Regions from separate parts of the Mus musculus genome. Here all the other regions are linked to region 1. A link is a contact called in public promoter capture Hi-C data. All regions are on one chromosome and are shown on one strand. The core of a region is the stretch at or near the end of the contact, and the rest is flanking DNA. Distances in the headings are between cores, read along the strand shown. Region 1 holds the start of Zkscan8 (zinc finger with KRAB and SCAN domains 8). Region 2 holds the start of H1f4 (H1.4 linker histone, cluster member). Region 3 holds the start of Vps41 (VPS41 HOPS complex subunit). Region 4 holds the start of H4c4 (H4 clustered histone 4).

Region 1 (4,522 bases), core at 622-3,121:
AATGGTTTCTGTTCTTGTTTATATATATATCCCTTGCTAAGGCTGCAGTGGTGACTTCTCCTTGACTTTGGTTAAGCTTCTCATCATTCATGTTACTGTCTTCAAAAAAGATGCTTATAAATGTACCCTATTTGCAGACTGTAGATAGATATAATCAAATTAACATGAAGTTATAACTGAAATAAGATAGGTCCTCAATCCAATATGACTGGTGTACTGTTAAAAAGACACGGGGCTCTGAGGGACCGTTCAGGAGATAAAGGTGCCCACTGCTGAGCCTGACAACCCGAGTTTACTTTCCCAGAACCCACAAGGTGGAAGGAGAAGACAGACTCCTGCAATTGTCCTCTGACCTCCACTACGGTACTGTGGCATGAGTGGACCTTACCTATCCTCCCCAAACAAAACAAAATTCTCTAAGGTTGTTTTCAAACTGGTGATTTCCCAACCCTAGTACAGCATGCAATTAATTACGGGCATGCACCAACATACATGGCCATTTCATTCTCCTCTCTAATAATTTTGTGCATACACATTGCAGTGTTGGAAAGTACCTACAGAGAAACACTGATCCCTACACACCATCCTTGAAGAACATCTGGTCAGGATGATTGCCTTATGAACGGAAAGGCAACAATCTTAGGCTTATTCGGGATCGAAAATGTTAAAGCCTTGAAAACTAAGGAAGGCACAACTCAAATACTGGCTTCTCAAGAGATGCAGGAGATGTACTTTCCTTTCTGATTAATTAAACTTGAGAGATGTCTGAGAACCGAATACAAACCAGGAATGATAATCTCCAGGTTTTAGAGATTAAGAAGAAGTAGATGAAACAAACATGCTTTGTAGTTATCTGAAATGGCATTCATTCATTTTGTTTGTTTGTTTTGGAGATTTTAAAAGTTATTTTAATAAGGCTTGAGCATGAGGGTTAGGAGAAAGGCACTCAGGAGAGGGCCAGACGCACAAGCGTGGCTATGGGCTTCTCAAGGAAGTTGCTTTGATGAATGCTTTTAAGACTGACATTTTTATATTTAACCACAAGGAACTCAAAACGTGCACATTCACTAAAATGATGATTGCTGCATAGCAATACTTAAGTGAATCGGACAAATAGAAGTATGTGGTCAAGTGGTGGTCAACGTCTTAGAAATCCAACAGAGATTACTCATGAATGACCCGAGTTTTGGGAATGGGAACCTACCGAATTTTCAAGATTCTATTTCAGTTAGCTTTAATAAACTAGGTAAGCAAAGTATTCTGAATAAGGTTTAATTTTGTTACCCCAGAATTACTTAAAGTATTTCTTTTGCATACAACTGTTCAGCCATTACATGAACTACTTTCATAATATACTTCTTTTATGGGTAGAAAAAAAAAAAAAAGAGTAACAAAAAAAAAAAAAATCAAAGATTTCCACGTGGGGTAGAGGCTTCAAAAGAAAAAAATTATTATCTTTAAAAATGAATTTTGAGACCGATCGGCAAAACTGCTGAGTAGAAACAGTTGGTACACGGGCCGGCTTTACAAGTAAGAGCGAGTGCAAAATTATATACATGATGACTGGCGATGAGGAGAGCCATCCCGTAGGAAGTTGGGGCCGGGTGTCGGCCTGCTCAGCGGCGGCAGGCCCTGAACCGACCCGCTCCCCGCTCTCGGGCCTCCGCTGCCCGAGCGCCCCTGCTCGGCCCAGCGCACTCACCGAGAGCTCCCCACGCTGCCCGAGGGCGGGAGGCGGCACAGCGCGGACAGGGAAGCGCGCGAGGAGACGCGACGGACACCGAACCCGAGCGGGACCCCTGCAGCCGCTAAGTTCCAAACCCTTGGAGCCGCAGAGCCGGGCAGCACGCATCTTGCCCCACAGCCACTTCCGGAAGCTCTCTAGGAAGCTCGGAGGTCTGACAGCTCTATGGTAGGCCAGCAAAAGGACCGAGCGCCCTCAGCTACACCAGGTGGAGGGCGGCTATGCGGGACATCCTGAGGAGTGACATAGCTTTAAGTCACCTAAGCTTTTGTCTGGCCAGCCTCGGGCTTCAGGTGACAAGTTTAAGAGTTGGGTGGCTGATCACAGATCCAGAGGCCTGCGCTGGGCTCAGGAGTATACTTAACGGATTTCTCTTTATTCTTCTTAGTTACCTTGTGCTTTCCCATTAATGCTTCATGATTACTCCAAATTCCCAACTTTCACTGCGTATTGAAGAATTTAAACCTTTGTAGTTCCTAGGAACAGTAGTATATTTATAAAGTTCCTACTGACCATTGCTTTCTCTTTGACTATGAGTGTTCTCATCCTCCAGATACTTATGGTTGGAAACAACAAAACGTCTACAAAATAACCAGACCCCTAACTTAAAATTTAAATAGAAAATTGGTGGAAAACAATGAACATTGGTTTACTTTTTAATGTCAAAGACAACTTTTATCTGTTTCAACTTGTTGAGATAGAGTTGGTGAATCTCATTCTCATCTCGAGGAAATGAGGCAGAGGACATGTGAATGTCTTACCTAGTGTCATATAAACGAATGGACAAGCAAAGAACTAGAACAGAAGGGAGAAGTCATATTCAGCCAGGAATTGCCAAGCTTGGGTCACAAGTGAACACAATAGACAGGGTTACATTTTGTTGTTTTGCTAGTTTAGATCAAGTCTCTCTGTAGCCCTAGCTGGCCGCAGGGCAAACTTCCTGCCTCACCTTCCCAAGTGTTGGGATTAAAAGCATAAATCAAGTGATTATAAATTTGGGATTATAAAATTGGTATTATAAATGTAAGTCAATACAAATAGGTTAAAGCCTTCTGAAGTTGATTCCTCTTTCAAAACAACTAAATTAGAAATAAAAGAATATTTGACTCATATTCTTTGATTCAAGTTTTTAAATGATGATTGAAGTTTTGCCCACATTATGGGCACTCGTGGTCTCTAAGGTAGATTCTGTCTATTAATCCTGAGCACTAAGTAATTTTTGGTACTGTTCTCTTTTTAGTAGAACTAATTTACTCTATAAATTCTCTGATACCTAGTTAGAGCCTAACTTATACAGGCTTTCCACACTTTATGTACCCATAGGGTTTTAGCCTATATGGATTCTCTGATGTTTAATAACACCTCTGTGCCCACTGAGATCTTTCCCATACTCTATGTTTATAGGACTTCAGTGTGTGTTCTATAATTTCCAACAAGATGTTCTTGTTGAATGAAGGTTTTTCTGCATTTATTACATGTACTGGCTGGTTCTGTGTGTCAACTTGACATAAATTAGATTCATCAGAGAGGAAAGAGCCTCAGTTGAGAAGATGCCTCCATGAGATCCAGCTGTAGGTCATTTTTTCAATTGGTGATCAATGGAGGAGGGCACAGTCTATTCTGGGTGATGCCATCCATGGATGATAGTCCTGGTTCTATAAGAGCGAAGGCTGGACAAAGCAGGGGAAGCAAGACAGTAAACAGCCTTCTCCATAGCCTCTGCATCTACTCCTGACTCCAGGTCTGCTTGAGTCCCTGTCCTGACTTCCTCCAATGATGGACTATGATCTAGAAGTGTAAGCCAAATAAACCCTTTCCTCTCCAATTTGCTTTTTGGTCATGGTGTTTCATCATAGCAATACAACCCTATACAAATTGGTACTGGGTATAGGGTATTGCTGTGACAGACCTGATTATGTTTAGGGGGAGAAATGTGGAAGGACTGGACATTTGGGCTAGAAGGACCATTGATTGTTGAAACCTCAGTGTTCTGTAGGAGCTTGGAAGACAAGAATGTTGGAAGCAGTGCTGAAGACAGAGGCTTGGAATTTCCCTCTGAAATTCCAGAGGGAAGATTAAAGATTCTATCAGGGCCAGTTGCTGTTTTGATGTAAGATTCTGTGGTTAGAATGTAAGATTCTGTAGTTAGAGCAATATTTTGATTTTATAATTGACAATACTGGGAATTCCACTTTGTAAAAGCATGTAGTACAAAGTAGCACAAGTATGGTTGTGGTCATTTCAGATATTGCTGGGAATTCTGTCTTAATCACAAACCAAAACTAATTTGATGATTTAGTTTTTCTTCTTGACAGGTTTCATAAAGTCCAAACTGCCTTCAACCTATGTTTCTGAGGATGACCTTGAACTCTTCACATACTTCTACCTTGACCTCCCAAGTGTTGGGATTACAGGTGCGACTCACTGTGTCTGGCTAACTTAACAATTTCTTAAAAAAATGAAACTCAAGTCAGAAACTCAAGCAGAAATTAAAAATATCAAACATTCTAACATGATACAATCAGAGATATGCCAGTATCTGTGATTTGATACATGCTGAGAAACAATGGTAGGAACATCTAAAAAATATTTTGTTTTCCATAATTAAATTGTCTTTGTATGAAAGCAGAAAAGTTTGTACAGTAGAAACTCTGAGATCCATAAGATTCGATAGTCTTATTTTGGAACTGAGTTATTTTAGGTGGCATTTGTTGTTATTACTTGGCTTAATGGCAAATACAACATGAAGTGCTCATGTTATGTGTTGAGAAGCACACC
Region 2 (4,936 bases), core at 196-2,695, 2.1 Mb after region 1:
CCAGTTAACACCACATTCATTTACATTACGCAGTATTCAAATGAGGTTAATAAGATTTCTTTCAGGATTGGGTTAGTTTTAGTGTTTCGTCACGAACAGGAACGTAAACGACACTTGAAGGTCTACTGTCTCATTGGCTGTCTTGTCACTTCGCTTTCACCAATCGGGACGTACGAATTAAACTGCACAAATCTGCTATAGCTAACCTATTTAAGCACGATCGCTATCAAACATGGGGGAACACAGAAAAAAAAGTACTCTAGTTGGGTTTGTATGCTTGATTTCAGCAGTCAGAACTGAGATGAGATGCGGGTGGGGTTGTCAGGACATCGATCCTGCTCTTTACGCACTGAATCGCTCAATGCTTAAGATTCTATCTCTAAATCATTCTGCTATCTCCCTTAAAAGTTATCGACGTGGCAGCCGGGAGTAAACTACTTCATTCCCATGGTCTCTAAGGGTCACTTGTGGGATATGAACTTACCCACCACCACCACACATACAGGAGATTATGTACAGACCTTCAGATAGCTAAGCTAGAGTTAACACCATTGCGCACACCCACATATCCCCAGCCTCCTCTGCTAAGCTCAGCCCACTAAGGTTTGTTCCCACCCTAACCACACCCCCTGTGAATGTGCAACAGCTCTTTTACTGAGAGTTGTGGGTGGCTCTGAAAAGAGCCTTTGGGTTGTTGGGCTTCTAAGCAGTTGGCCAAAGAAAATTTACTTTTTCTTGGCTGCGGTTTTCTTTGGCTTAGCTGCCTTAGGCTTGGAGGTTTTTGGTTTGGCCGCTTTAGGCTTTACCGTTTTCGCCTTGGCAGGGCTCTTGGGCGCCTTCTTAGCCTTAGTTGCCTTTGCCTTCTTCGGGCTCTTAGCTTTTTTGGCTCCTGCAGCTGCAGCTGGCTTCTTCGCTTTCTTTGGAGTCTTCTTGGTGCTCTTCTTGGCGGTGGCTGTCCCCGCAGCCTTCTTGGGCTTCTTGGCTGCGCCCGCAGGCTTCTTCGCCTTGGCCGCGCCTGCCCTTTTTGCTTTGGGCTTAGCCTCACCGGAAGCCGCCTTCTTGTTGAGTTTGAAGGAGCCGGAGGCGCCGGTGCCCTTGGTCTGCACCAGGGTACCCTTGCTCACCAGGCTCTTCAGGCCGAGCTTGATGCGGCTGTTGTTCTTCTCCACATCGTACCCCGCGGCCGCCAGCGCCTTCTTGAGCGCAGCCAGGGACACGCCGCTGCGCTCCTTGGAGGCGGCCACAGCCTTGGTGATGAGTTCGGACACCGGGGGTCCGGAGGTTTTGCGCTTCGCGCCACCTGCGGCCTTGCGGGCCTTCTTCTTGACGGGTGTCTTCTCGGCGGGGGCCGGTGCGGCGGGCGCAGCAGGCGCGGTCTCGGACATGGCGAAGCGTGTGAGGAGAGAGAACTCGAGCCGGAAGCAGAGGGACTGGCCAGGACTCGGGCCGCGGCGCTGCGCCCGCCCGTTTATATAGGGCGGAGCTGCGCCGTGATTGGTGCGCTGTCCAGCCCGCCTCGCTGGCAGCCGCGGAGTGTCCTCTCAGATGCGGAGTTGTGTTTGTTACACCTCAAAAAAAGCCAAAAATGTCAAAATTCCCTACATCGAATTGCCCGATTTTTAAAAAATAATGTTCCCCGAAGTCTCGGGCTTCATGCACATCTCAAAAAGTGAGCAAAGCATTAAGCCTTCTGCCAAAAACTTGCAATATTTCCTGCGGTGTTCAGCAAATTTCAACTCAGAGAAACAAAACTTTCTATTTTCTTCGTAAATTATAAACTGATCTTGGACTGTACAGTTTTCTGACCCATCAAAGACGATTCTCCAAGTGGTTAGCTTCTTGTGTAGCCCAAAACCTTGCCTTTGGCATTATGATTTTTATTACAAATCTGCACTTAAGTGAAGGAAGTAACACAGGCTCCTCCGAGAGTCCTGCCTATTGAGCAGAGGGCATTTGAGTTCATCAAACTGGTTTAGTTCAATGCTTAACAGATTATTTACCATTTTGAGTTAAATTCTTCTCTCATAGGCCATGAGTCTATATATCTATGGTTTTATTTCTGCCGCTTCTCCTAAGTTTTAAAATAATTTCTTAGTATAATTCTTTTCTTTCTGTTCCCATGGGTTGGGGGCGGGGCTGTTGCTTTTCTATTTCTCTGGACAAACTACTCCTTTGGGTTGAGGTACCTCAAATTCAGAGTACTGGGGTCGGGGGAGAGTACAAAACATACTTATGGTGCAGACATAAAAATGACTAATTTCCAAGAAACATATAAATGCTGTTTTCAACGTCTTTGGAAATGAAGGTGGGATTTACTTTGAGGAATTTCTCTTGGGTCTTGCATAGTTCTTCTGACATGTTTTAGGACTAAATTGTAATGTGGTATATTAAAACTAGATAACTGAGCCATTGATCAAGAGAAACACACATGAGAAATATAGCTCAGAACATCTCTACTGCCTTCGTTACAGAATCCTAGCCCCGTTACTGAACAGCTGTTCTCCATATATGGCTACTCCTTATGGAAACATGGGAATAATGTTTCGTGGATCTCCTCAGGGTAAATGAGGGGTTAAGATTTAATCTTAGAATCATATTTGAGAAGACATTCAAACAGATTCAAAGACATGCCTTGAAGGTGTTAAATGGGTTGTTTTATTTATGTAGCTGTTCAACCAAGGTAACGACTAGGAGATCAATGATAATCCAGTGTCAGTAATTATTTCTGGGATGTTTGGTTGGAATTATATTCAGAAATTACAAGACTCCCACTACAGAGACAAGATACATTGTTATATTATAAAATAGTATATTATACAATAGTATAAGATACAATGTTTACAATAGTGTAAGATACAATGTTATGTTATACAATAGTATAATGTGATGGCTTTTGTTTTGTGATACAATTGTCTCTAACATCACATTATCAATTCTACTATCCTAAACCTCCACACACAAAAGCAATGCAAACAGAGGAACTCAGCAGTTCAACACAGTGTCCATGAGGCATTTTTAAGATCTTGTGGTATTATCTTTAATGATGAATTTTATATAAAAGTGATTCATATTATCAGTATTTCTATGCTATAATGTATATTTTCACCTTCATGTATTAACAAATGCAAACTTTGGTATTCATTAAAACTCTGAGCCAGAGCAGAGAAACTGTATGGGTGTTTGATATTGAAAAGTGGGGATTTAACCCCTTTTTGTTAATAACAAAAAAAAAAAAACTTCCTGCAAATGGTAGAACACATTAGTATTTGCTCTCCAATATCTTTTTTTTGGTTTCTTGTTTCTCATTGAGTTCAAGATGGGGGCAGGGATTAAACTCCCTGAATTTCGAGACAATTCGAGTCCTCTATGCTTTCCCCTTAAACTGCTTGCTTGGCAGAGAAGGCAATGAACCTTGCCTATCATTAAATCAGGTACTTTTTTTTTTTTTAAATAATGAGATAGGAACAATATAAAAAAAACTTTATTATTTTACATTAATCTGCTAGGCAAGTAAGCAATAGCAAAATTACACATGTATATGTGAATCTTCATTCTTGTATTTTAACTACAAATTACAAACTCTTCTACAGATGATTCTGACTAGTGAATCTCCATATGTCTAAAAATAGGAGTGTTAGAGTTTCTCATAACATGCTGTTACCCAGACATATCTGAGAGCCACTGCTCTCTAACTCTAACTGGGATGAAATGAGGCAAACGTACCCCTTGTCATGTGAGTATTTCTGTGGAAATACAGGCTTGCCTGTTCTAGTTTGCTTTCCTTTGTTATAATAAACTCCATGGCCAAAAGCAGCTTGGGGAGGAAAGGGCTGACTTCAGCTTACAGGTTATAGTCTATCATCCAGGGAAGCCAAGAAGAAAACCAAGGCAGGAGCTTGACCATAAACCAATTGAGGAAAGCTATTTAATGGGTTGGTCCTTGGCTCATTGTTATATATATATATTATATAATTCAGTCCTACTTGCCTATGAATGGTACTGACTACAACACACTGGGTCCTCCTATATCAGTTAGAAATCTAGAAAATGGCTCACAAATATGTCCATGGTCCAATTTGATGGGGGCAACTCCCTCTTCCCAGGTGTGCCAAGCTGCCAACCAATATTATCTACAACACTGGCAAAAATCTGGGCATGCACACACCTACAGAATGTAAACACATGCAAGGAAGATGGGGTACTGCATACAGCTGAACAAGGAGGCAGGGTTTGTGTACAACCGGGTCAAGAGAAATCTTGGTAGGAATGGAGGATAAGTAGGGGATAAATCTTCAGGCTACATCATCTGAGGCAGGGGAAATGGGGAAAAAAAGCAATGGTGGACATTTTTTGTATTTACTCTCAACACTTGGACCAGTGGAAAGCGTTGAGATAGATCCCTCTGAGCTTCAGTGGAGGAAGGGCTTGCCACCCCCATGGGGCTAATGCACCAGTCTTCAGTATGACTATGCTTATGTCAAACACACATGTACAGGACTTCACTCGTACTCAACAATCCTGTTTCAGCCTCCTATGTCCCAGGGTGATAGGTGTAACCCACCATTCCTGTCTGGCTTTAAAAAGCAAAAACTTCTAAGCATTCTGGAGTGTTAGAGATGCAGAACACTCTGATCATTTCTGCTTTGGATTGGATAGCAACTCTTGTAAGAGGAACAACGTGATTTGTAGAATCGCAAGAATAAGAGGCACGAACTTGGTTCCTTTTCCTCTACAATTTTGAGTTTGTTGTCATTTTGTTATGATGCTATGTATGATCTCAAGGGTAGTGTTTTCAAGGCAGAGTTTGTGGAAGAGATGTTTTATATTAAACAGTAACTTTTTTTTTTAAATCCCAGACATCGCTTTCCTTTTTATTTAAATAAAAAAATAAAGTTGTGGGTTGTATACTCAGAGGTATTCCTTGCAATAGTATTTG
Region 3 (4,966 bases), core at 273-2,772, 2.8 Mb before region 1:
CATTGGTTCCCCAGGGGAGCTTGATGGGTCTGAAGTTTGGTTTGTTATTGGTACCTTAGAAAGAAGGAGATAGATTGTCTAGGCACCTGCCAGTTAAAAAAAAATTCTCACAACAAGGTCTTTCAGTAGCTTGAAGTCCACCATGAGTGCTGTTTGGGCCTGAGTGGCTTAATAACATATATAAAATTCTGTTCGATCAGACATGACCTTGGACCCTTGGTTGTGGGTGTCCAAATTAGCTGCTTGGTGCGCAGACTGGAAGAGGGGCCTCAGGAAGAGCTGGAGGTTTATTAAGGCTCTTGGGAGAAGACAAGAGTCTGAAAGATGACATCGTCATGGCTTCCAGGTCATTGAAGACCATGAGTTGAGAAAGCAACATCTAGAGACTAAGGGAAATGCTGAGTACTAAGAATATGACTTCCTACTAGGCTACTGTCAGTGGGAATTACAGGGAACGAAAGGGCACTGAGGCATCTGCCACAGTCTGCCAACTGTGCTGCCCTCTGTGAGTTGCCAGCTGCTTAAGACAATAAACAGACAATGGCTATCAGTGGATAAGATGAGTGAATTCCCACAGAATAGGAAAGATAGTTTACTTTGTCCTGAAACATAGGATAGCTCAAGTTTTCTAAATGATGTTTTTCATATTACATTTACAAATTATTATCTGACATTGTATCTTGAAGATAGTCAATGTGAGTTACGAAGCAATTAAACAATAGAGATTTATAATTTTCTATATTCATATGTCAGTTGCTATTTTTTCTCTAACGGGGGACCAGATTTGATTCACAACAGCTATATGGCAGCTCTCAAATATATGTATCTGTAATTCCAGGGAATCTGATATGCTTTTCTGACATCTGAGGACACGAGGTTCCTAAGTGTGCACAGACATACATGCAGACAAAATATCTATACAATTCAATTTTAAATTAAAATGAAAGATGTCAATTTAATGTACCAAGATACTAAATCTTTGCAGGAATACACATTATTTTCTCACTTTCCACTGTAGACTTTTTTTTTTTTATATAAATAGTCACTATCACTTTAAAAAGTGAGTGGGCAGGCACAACAACATATCAGACTAAAGAACATTTGATATAGTAGTCTTAGACTTCGGAGAGGGATAGGTTCTAAACCTAGGCTTTTTAGGTAAGTTTAGTGAAATCTCCGAGTTACTATCCTTTCCCCTGTTAATGGCGGTAACAGGAGGGATCACAGGGAGGACTAAATGAGATAATTCATAATTTTACTGTAAACGGGAGCCTGAAATAGAAAATGAGATAATTCATAATTTTACTGTAAACGGGAGCCTGAAATAGAAAGAACTTAATGCTACAATAACAACAGAACGTAGACCAACAACAAAATAACAATTTAGCATTAATTATAGATATAGTGGTGTCTCTGTTGAGCAAAAATGAGAGCTGGCTAAGGAACCAGATTAGTGTGCGGGAAAAACTACATTTCCCAGTAGGCTGTGGCCCAGGGGCTGTTTTCTCCTATTTCCGGGTATGTCACATGACTCTCAGGCTGCGCTATGGCGGAAGCAGAGGAGCAGGTAAACGCTGGCAGAACTAGTTCGGGGCAGCCGGGAGCTGGAGACCCGAGCGAGGGGTTCTGGGACGCGGAGTGCCAGGAACGTGGCAGCTCTGACCGGGCGAGTTGGGGTGGCCCTTCTCCGCGCGGATAGCGCCTTGCACACCCGCTCTGTCCGAGCCGGCCTTGCCTGGGCTCAGCCCTTCTGGTTTATGTTAAATGGGATTTTTTGAAAAAGGCAAGTTAAGAGTAGACTGCTATGCAAGGCTTTAAGGATTATTCCCGTTGCTGGCAAGACGTAGATGGAAACGTCCAGCTATAGCTGAGAAGTGGCATTGAGGTGCTGAGTACAAATTATTGCCTTTTTTTCATACAGACGTTCTGATATAGGGCGAAGGACAAAATTAAATGAAACTAACAAAATAGAAGACTCAGGCTAAAACTCGGAAGAGATTCCTTAAGTATATGTATATATGTGTATGTGTGTATATGCATATACATATATGTATACACACACACACATAGAAGCATATATATGTATGTATCATCTACCATATTTCCCCCTCATATATTAAATGCCCTGCTTGCCAGTTTCTGTGATGTTCCTTAAGACATGCATGGTGATGCTCTGTTTACTGTCCTAAGAGACATTTACTAGTGGACTTTTTACTGTTCACATCTGTGCTTTATTTTGAGTGTGCCAAAAGTTACGGAATTTGACAAGGAAAAATTTGGGTTTTGTCATTACGTTAACAAGAGCCTCTTTACTATCATTTGTGCAAACTGTCTTTTGCAGTGCAGGTCCGAGGCAAAAGAGTTTTCCTTCCCAGCAGACCTTGCTTAGTTTGACTACTGCAAGGTGGCTTTTCACATTGAGCATTTTCATTTCACGTTGAAATACAGTTGTGGTTTTGTAGTAAAACAAACATCCAAGTTAAGTTTTTAGATTAGACCCAGTGTGATAGAAATATGGAGTAGCCCTTGTATTCCCACTCATGCAGAAGAGGAATTTGCCAAGGCTGTCTGATGTTAAAATGTAGAAAATCAGGCAGATAACCTGATTCACAGTTGTGCAGTGCTTTCGAGCTTAAAAAGATCCTCACACATGGCATTTGGTCCTTCTAAAAGAATTCTGTGAGGTAAATATTTATTCTGATATGGAAGTCATATACAGCCTCCATGTCCTAAATCCTCTTGTCCCAAACTGTGGTAAAACAGTGCCCATATTGTAATCACCCTAAAGGGCCTTGAGTATCCACCCCTTCCTCGGTTCTGTGACTCTGTAAGCCACTCTGTCTCATGCTGCCTTTCTTGCTATTCTGTAACCAGTCCAGGCCTGTACCCACGCAGGACCTTTGCTCACACTGCCCCTTTTCATGATCTCTGACGTCTACAAGGCCTTCTCCCTTACTGTCCTCAGGCCTCTGGGATGGTGTGCTTTCCGATTGTGGCTCATTCTTTGAAACCACCTTCTGATGTTCGTCTACATAATACTTATGATCTTAAGCTTTTTATTTCTCCTTGTATATTCTCACTTCTGCTTGCCACATGATAAATATTTATTCATTACTGATGGCTGATATTGGGATATTGCTTAATACTTAATATATTAAATGATTGAATTTTACAGAGAAATGAATTGAAATGCAGTCAGTTTGAACTGTCTCATGCTTACATCTATAATGTTTTAGTGTCATGTCTCCAAAGCTCACATTTTCTTCACACTACCTTGTGTCTTAAAATATGCTGAAGAACCTGTCTAAATTTTATATATGAATATGTGTGTGTATATATGTGTGTGTGTGTGTGTATATATGTATGTATGTGTATATATATATATAAAAACTTTATGATGTGGAATAGCCCTTATCATCTTCATGGTTTTCCATTTAGCCCTTATTCCTGCTGTAGTGTTTTCACAGCTGATGTACTTTTAGGAAATGCATTCTTCTCCATTGCTATCAGGGCAGCCTTGAGAAAGACCAGTAGTCTACTGCCTGTTGCAGAAAGAAGCAGACATTCATAAATTGTTTTATGAATTCATAAAAATTGCTATGTCAAAATATAAATAAATAATATTCATATCATTAGTTTAAACATGAGTAGGTTTTTCTTTTTCTTTTTTTTTTTTTAAGTCTGGATTGGTGCTGCTAATATTTTGGCACCTTGAATATTATTTGAAAACCGTGACATCCTTTTTTCTTCTTACTGGGTATGTTAGGAGTTGGCATGTGTATTTAAATGAACTATCATGACAAATTACAGAGTGAGGCAAAACATTTTCTTGGTACCCTGTCCTGTAAGTGCAAAATTTCTCCCAAGATGAATAGCTCAAAATTAAGCCCATTGGCTTATCTTTCCTGACTGTTGTGTTCTTTGATGGTAGTCTCCACTTTAATGTTATGAATAGCCCAAATGGTGACATCTGCACTGAGTTAACATGCTATAAAAAGTTTCCACAGTTTAAAGCTAAAAATCACTGTTGGAGTAGAGATAAACAGATGTCTTTAAGTCATAATGAAAACCTTGATTTTGCTGATATAGAAAAAGTACTTTGTAAAAGTAACATTTGTGTTTTATAGTTCACAGAAAGCTAATAACCTCAATGCTGCCAGGGATTCTTGTAACCAGCAGTTTTGCTTCGTTCTGGAACGATTTATAGGTGGCTTTCATAGTCACAGATGCCCAACAGTGTTTGTCCCGACCCCTCATGAATAACGCTCTGCTTGAAGTCTGGTTGGTGGTGTATTTGTCTCCTGCGGACTGCTGAGTCCTCAGAATGAGGGCTGTAGCTTACTCATGTCTGTATCTCTCCAGGAGCTTGTCTTCAAACCAAAAGGGAATTTAATAGAAAGAGAACACTCAAAGTTGTCACATTGTGAATTCTGTTCAATAGAGTTTGTGTGTATCATTGCATCATATTTAAAACATTGGGATGTTAATAATTCACGTGTAATATGGACCACCTTCTCCACACTTCTTCCAAGCCTCTCTGCCCACTTTCATCTCTTCTCCACTCAGCCACAAAATTAACCTTCTGGTCCTTGACTGGATGAGACAGTTTTGTTTTGATTTCCACTACTGCATCTTAGAAATTAGGGGAATTTCATCCTTATTTCAGGTTATTCGATGGTATAATCCATGCCTATGAATAGCTCCATGCATATAAAGTAAAAATGAGGTTTGTCTGTATTCCAGTGCCTCTTTGTTTTTTGTTTTTGTTTTTGTTTTTTGCTTTTAAATTTATTCTCTAAGACTTATTGCTATGAAATATATCTATTAAAGTGGTTAGGGTGAAATAGCTAATGTATAAATAAGACAAAGATTAATCATTTAGATCCAGGTTTGGCTGGGGCAACCTAGGTTGCGCTGTAAAGGAAAGTCAATGTTTAAAAATAGCCAGTGCTTTCCAAGTTTAAGT
Region 4 (4,722 bases), core at 1,253-3,752, 2.1 Mb after region 1:
AATGGTGCCACCCTTTTCTAACATGGCTCTTCCATTCTTGTTTTTATCACCAAATGCAAGCCATCACATTTGGTGTGTTTTTCAGAAAATTCATGTTTATCTGTCATTATTTAGGCTTCCCACCAGTTGTGATTGTACTGGGACAGGAGGTAGAGTGGAGAGTGAAGCTGAGAAGACCCTGTCCCCCCCAAGGATGAAAATTTAGCATATGGAAAAAAAGATTGTTATTTGTCACTCGGAGGAGAATGATTCTGTAAAGTCTGAAGATGGCCTCAAAAATTTATCACTTGGGAGATTGGGAATACCAGTGAGACTGAACTGTAGGAAACTGTAAACCAATAAATATGTAATGGCACAGTGAGAAAGCCCCTGCTATTCAGATGATCCTGGAGCTATTTATGAGAGACAAAACCTCATTTCTTTGGATAGTCAACTTTTTGCTCTGGGTGGCTTCCTTCCTTGAATGTATACTCCTTAAAAAACTATTCTGACTTTTAATGCAACTGTGTATCTCTGTTCAACTTTTTGTTCTTGGACAGAAAAATGTGGGATCTTTGGGAAATCTACTTGTATTGACCTAGGTAGATAATTCATGTCAGGTATGATAATTCTGCTCATGAGAAAATGAAGGATTATGAAAATTCCTATAATCTTTCATGTTTGGGAGATTTACCAATACAGAAGAAAGAACAACACGTTTCAATGATAGGAGTAGACATTAAAAGATCCATATACTCATAAGGCATATGGATGTGACAATTAAATTAGGATGGCACCCTCATACCTTGCAAAGCAGAGTGGAAGGAGGGTTCAGTAAGGACTGTGCCTCCAGTGCTCTCGGGTCTAGTTTGAAAGATTTCAAAGCTGATTTAAGAGGAATATCTAGTTTTACACAGAGGTTATTGGCCCATGACCTTAAAAACATATCCCCATTATTAAAGACACAGACTTGATTTAATCTCTGTAAGGTTTCACATCTACCCCTAAGAGGACTAAAATTATGTTTGCTATTTATTTCTCTATAAAAAACCTGTAAGAATAATTGAAAGACAAAAATAGTCATTTCCAAACTCTTGGACATCTCTAATAGATCATTTTAAGGAACACAATTTCATTTCTACAAGCATGGAGTCCACTCCTCCCCCATCCCCATCCACCAACAAAAGCTTATATAGCTCAGCCTATCCTCAAACTCACTATGTTCCTGAGAATTATCTATACCTGACCTTCCTGCTTCAACCATCCTATGCAGTGCTGGAATTACAACAGTGCATTGCCACCAGCCCATTGTAGTCCCCAAGATCAAACCCAGGGTTTTTATATGCATCAAGCACTTCACCCAGTAAATATTCACATGCAGTTTTAATGTTTCTCTATGAATCTCCAGAAACTCAGAGTCTTTGAATTCTGTGGCGCTCTTCTTGAAGAGTGATTCTAAAACATTGCTTTGGGTCATCCACTCATTCACAGAGCAGAAGAAACTGTTCTTTTCCTTTCTAGAAGAGTAATGCAGATGTGGAAAACAATACAGCATGAGTATTTACTGTATTAGCATTTTATGGAAGTATTTGGTTAGATATTAGTGTGTGACTCTTCATTAGTACATGAAACCACCAAATCCTTTGACTAAGAACTGTCAGTGTGAGGTGGGGGTGCATGCATGATATTTTGAGGTACATATAACTATGATGTGCTAAGGATAATAGATTTTCTGTGCAATGTTTATTAACTAAAAAACATACATGCAAGAAATCCTGAGATTCAGTGAAAGCATAGTAAACATAAAGAGCAGCCCCTTTCCCCCATCCCTGTTCCCAGAGCTCCTGATGTCTATGTGTAATTCAAGCAGAAGGCCCACACCTTTGGGATGCATATCCTTTACATCTTCTAATCTTTCAGCGCTACAGTCCTGTAACATTTTGAGGTTTTACTTCCCCCTGGTCAGCCTGAATGCTAAAAAAAAAAAGTTCAGATTCTTAGGCATACGTACCTAAGTCAATAAAAAGTCTCAGAACAGGAAATAGTAAGTGTTCTTAAAATTGTACTTAAAACCTTGGATTCAGTGGTCCTAAACCTTCCTGATGCTGGGACCCTTTACTACAGCACCTCATGTTGTGGTTACCCTCACCCATAAAGTTATTTCACTGCTGCTTAACTGTAATTTTGATACTGTTATGAATTGTAATGTAAATATCTGAAATAATACGGGGGGTGTCCCGATTTATAGGTTCACGAGACTAATAACATTACTTTCTATTTGGTCTGATAAAAGACAAATTTCTTTTTTCACAATACATAAATTGTCACTCTTGAGGGCAATGTGTTGAATTTTCAACTGCTGGCTCTGCTCTTGTCTTAGGACCCGCCTTGTCTCCTCAGCCTTTTCATAGGATAAACGCCAGAAGGGCGGGAATTGACCATGGTTCACGCCCCCTTCCCTTCAGGTTTTCAAACAGGTCCGCATTGGTATTATAAAAGCCAGGAAGGCCGCTTGTTACAGTCACTGGCTAGTGAGCTTCCTTCCTAGTTTGCTAACATGTCTGGACGCGGGAAAGGCGGCAAGGGTCTTGGTAAGGGTGGTGCTAAGCGCCACCGCAAAGTTCTGCGCGACAACATCCAGGGCATCACCAAGCCCGCCATCCGCCGCCTGGCCCGGCGCGGAGGAGTGAAGCGCATCTCCGGCCTCATCTACGAGGAGACCCGTGGTGTGCTGAAGGTGTTCCTGGAGAACGTGATCCGCGACGCCGTCACCTACACGGAGCACGCCAAGCGCAAGACCGTCACCGCCATGGACGTTGTCTACGCGCTCAAGCGCCAGGGTCGCACCCTCTACGGATTCGGCGGCTAAACGTACTCATTTATTTTTCTTCACCCAAAAACCAAAGGCCCTTTTCAGGGCCACTACCTTCTCACTTAAAGGAGCTGCTCTTAGGTGGTTTTCTGGAATGGGGTGGGTGCTGGGACTGGCTCGATACATAGTATCTGTTTAGGCAGGTCCACCTGTCTATCTTCAGTATTGATAGCCTAAAAGCAGGCCTGTTGTCTCATTCTTTAATGCTGACATTCTCAGGAGAGGGCTGAGGGTCAGTCAAGATCCTTTTTTCCAAGTCCCTTAAGGTATAGATGCTATCCTGTCTCAAAACCAAACCCTCTAATCAATCCAGGCCTTGGAAACCTAGGAACACTGAATTATGTTCAAGTTTTCTAACCTGGAGCTTTCTACAATTTCTTCCCCTCCCTCCTTTCATTCTTTCCATGTATTCTGTGTAATAGCCCTGGCCTGGAACTTACTCTATACACCAGGCTCACAGATATCTTCCTACCTCTGCCTCCCACGTACTGGGATTAAAATCGTGGTCCACCACACCCAGCTTTCTCTAACTTCCTAATCTGTAAAATAAGCACCAGAGATTGACGTGTAAATCTTCTATCTATTCCTCAAGGAAAACTTCATATGGTCCAGGACTTCATTAACTTTCGTCAGCATTATCAGTTGTTCCCAAAGAGTCACCAGAGAAGAAACATCAGTGTCTGCTAAGAACTTAAAAAATTTTTTTTATTTGTGTTTATATATTTCTTACCTTTATATACACTTTAGGGACTAAACTCAGGCCACCAGGCACACGGAGCACATGCTTTAGCTGTCCCTCCAGCCCTTCCCTCCAAGAATTAAAAAAAAAAAAAAAAAAGACCCAGACCTTGTAGTCAATAAAAACTTGGGTAAATATCTTCAGTATTTAGCTTCAGACCCTGGGACAAGTTAACATATTTTACATATCAAAGCGGACCTGGTCTCCAGGTTCTCCCAGCTTCCCACAGTCCCTATCTGGCACACCCTGCCCCCAACCCTGAAATTTCTAGCCCAGGGGATGGGCTGCCCTTCCCCCAGAGGCTCTTCCTTATGTAATTCAGACATTTTGGTCTTTCTGCTTTTTCTTTCCTCCCACATTTCCCCTTCTCTTCTCTCCTGGTGTATACCCCTTCTCTCTTTCTTTCCTCCAACCTCTGCCCATGGTGACTTCCCTGGCCTTGGGGCCAGTGAATTCTTCTGAGAGCAGCTTCCCAATAAACCTGCCTTTAATATAATCCAATCTGGCTTGAATCAGCTTATTTAGCTGGAGGAGAAGTAACTTACCAATCGATATGTCCTTCAACAAGCTCAACAGTCAATACTCACATCCACTTTTCTTTTGTTTTTCTATCTATTTTAAAGTAGAATCTTCTCTGTAGGCTGGCCAAGCCTCAATAGGAAGCTTAGGTAGAGAAAATTTGCACACAACAGAAACTGGAGGTGTCATGGGGAATTTCAACCAGTGGGAAAAGATTGAAAAACAAAACAATAACCAGAGAGGAACTGTATGAGGGTGGGCTTTTTGTTTTGTTTTGTTTTTCAGACAGGGTTTCTCTTTGTAGCCCTGGCTGTCCTGGCAGGCTGTCCTGGAACTCAGAAATCTGTCTGCCTCTGCCTGCTAAGTGCTGAGATTAAAGGTGTGTGCCACCACTGCCTGGCATGAGGTTGGGCTTTATGGAGAGGTAGTGAGTACTACTGTACTGCAATTCTGGTTTGAAGATCAGTGGGGATGGCTGAAAGGCTCTGAGCACACTCAATCAGGAATGCTTTAATAAGGAACACAACAGCAGGCATGGGAGTACACATTTCAGTGCACAGCAGGTTCAATCAGGAATGCTTTAATAATGAACAGTACAGCAGCAGGCTTGGAG

The links. Promoter capture Hi-C pulls out the DNA fragments that hold promoters and counts their contacts. Capture Hi-C pulls out chosen DNA fragments and counts their contacts.
Region 2: a contact with region 1 is called in a promoter capture Hi-C map of liver, with 5 times the contacts expected there. The contact joins the promoter of H1f4 here to the promoter of Zkscan8 in region 1. A contact is called at or near these places in 4 of 39 promoter capture datasets (cranial neural crest, liver, neutrophils and 1 more), 2 of 115 datasets of contacts at active chromatin or transcription factors (astrocytes and large pre-B cells) and 2 of 9 other capture datasets (adipose tissue and liver).
Region 3: a promoter capture Hi-C map of pre-B cells shows a contact between it and region 1, with 2.9 times the contacts expected there. The contact joins the promoter of Vps41 here to the promoter of Zkscan8 in region 1. A contact is called at or near these places in 2 of 39 promoter capture datasets (liver and pre-B cells).
Region 4: a promoter capture Hi-C map of liver shows a contact between it and region 1, with 3 times the contacts expected there. The contact joins the promoter of H4c4 here to the promoter of Zkscan8 in region 1. A contact is called at or near these places in 6 of 39 promoter capture datasets (the 3T3-L1 cell line, 3T3-L1-derived adipocytes, cranial neural crest and 3 more), 1 of 484 Hi-C or Micro-C datasets (pre-B cells), 1 of 115 datasets of contacts at active chromatin or transcription factors (forebrain) and 1 of 9 other capture datasets (liver).

What each region holds. Positions count from the first base shown.
Region 1 is chr13:21,529,243-21,533,764 of GRCm38.p6, forward strand. Zkscan8 (zinc finger with KRAB and SCAN domains 8) reads right to left here and starts at 1,872. Exons shown (of 6, transcript NM_139141.4): 1 at 1,703-1,872. It overlaps Gm32724 (a long non-coding RNA gene), which reads left to right and starts at 1,827. Exons shown (of 5, transcript XR_001780870.1): 1 at 1,827-1,912; 2 at 4,060-4,158.
Region 2 is chr13:23,621,113-23,626,048 of GRCm38.p6, forward strand. H1f4 (H1.4 linker histone, cluster member) reads right to left here and starts at 1,446. Exons shown (of 1, transcript NM_015787.4): 1 at 665-1,446. The coding sequence starts at 1,385. The coding sequence ends at 726. It also overlaps a transcript of H2bc6 not described here.
Region 3 is chr13:18,715,770-18,720,735 of GRCm38.p6, forward strand. It overlaps Vps41 (VPS41 HOPS complex subunit), which reads left to right and starts at 1,523. Exons shown (of 29, transcript NM_172120.4): 1 at 1,523-1,567. The coding sequence starts at 1,547.
Region 4 is chr13:23,579,066-23,583,787 of GRCm38.p6, forward strand. It overlaps H4c4 (H4 clustered histone 4), which reads left to right and starts at 2,503. Exons shown (of 1, transcript NM_175654.3): 1 at 2,503-2,904. The coding sequence starts at 2,537. The coding sequence ends at 2,848. H2bc6 (H2B clustered histone 6) reads right to left here. Exons shown (of 2, transcript NM_001177653.1): 2 at 4,605-4,722.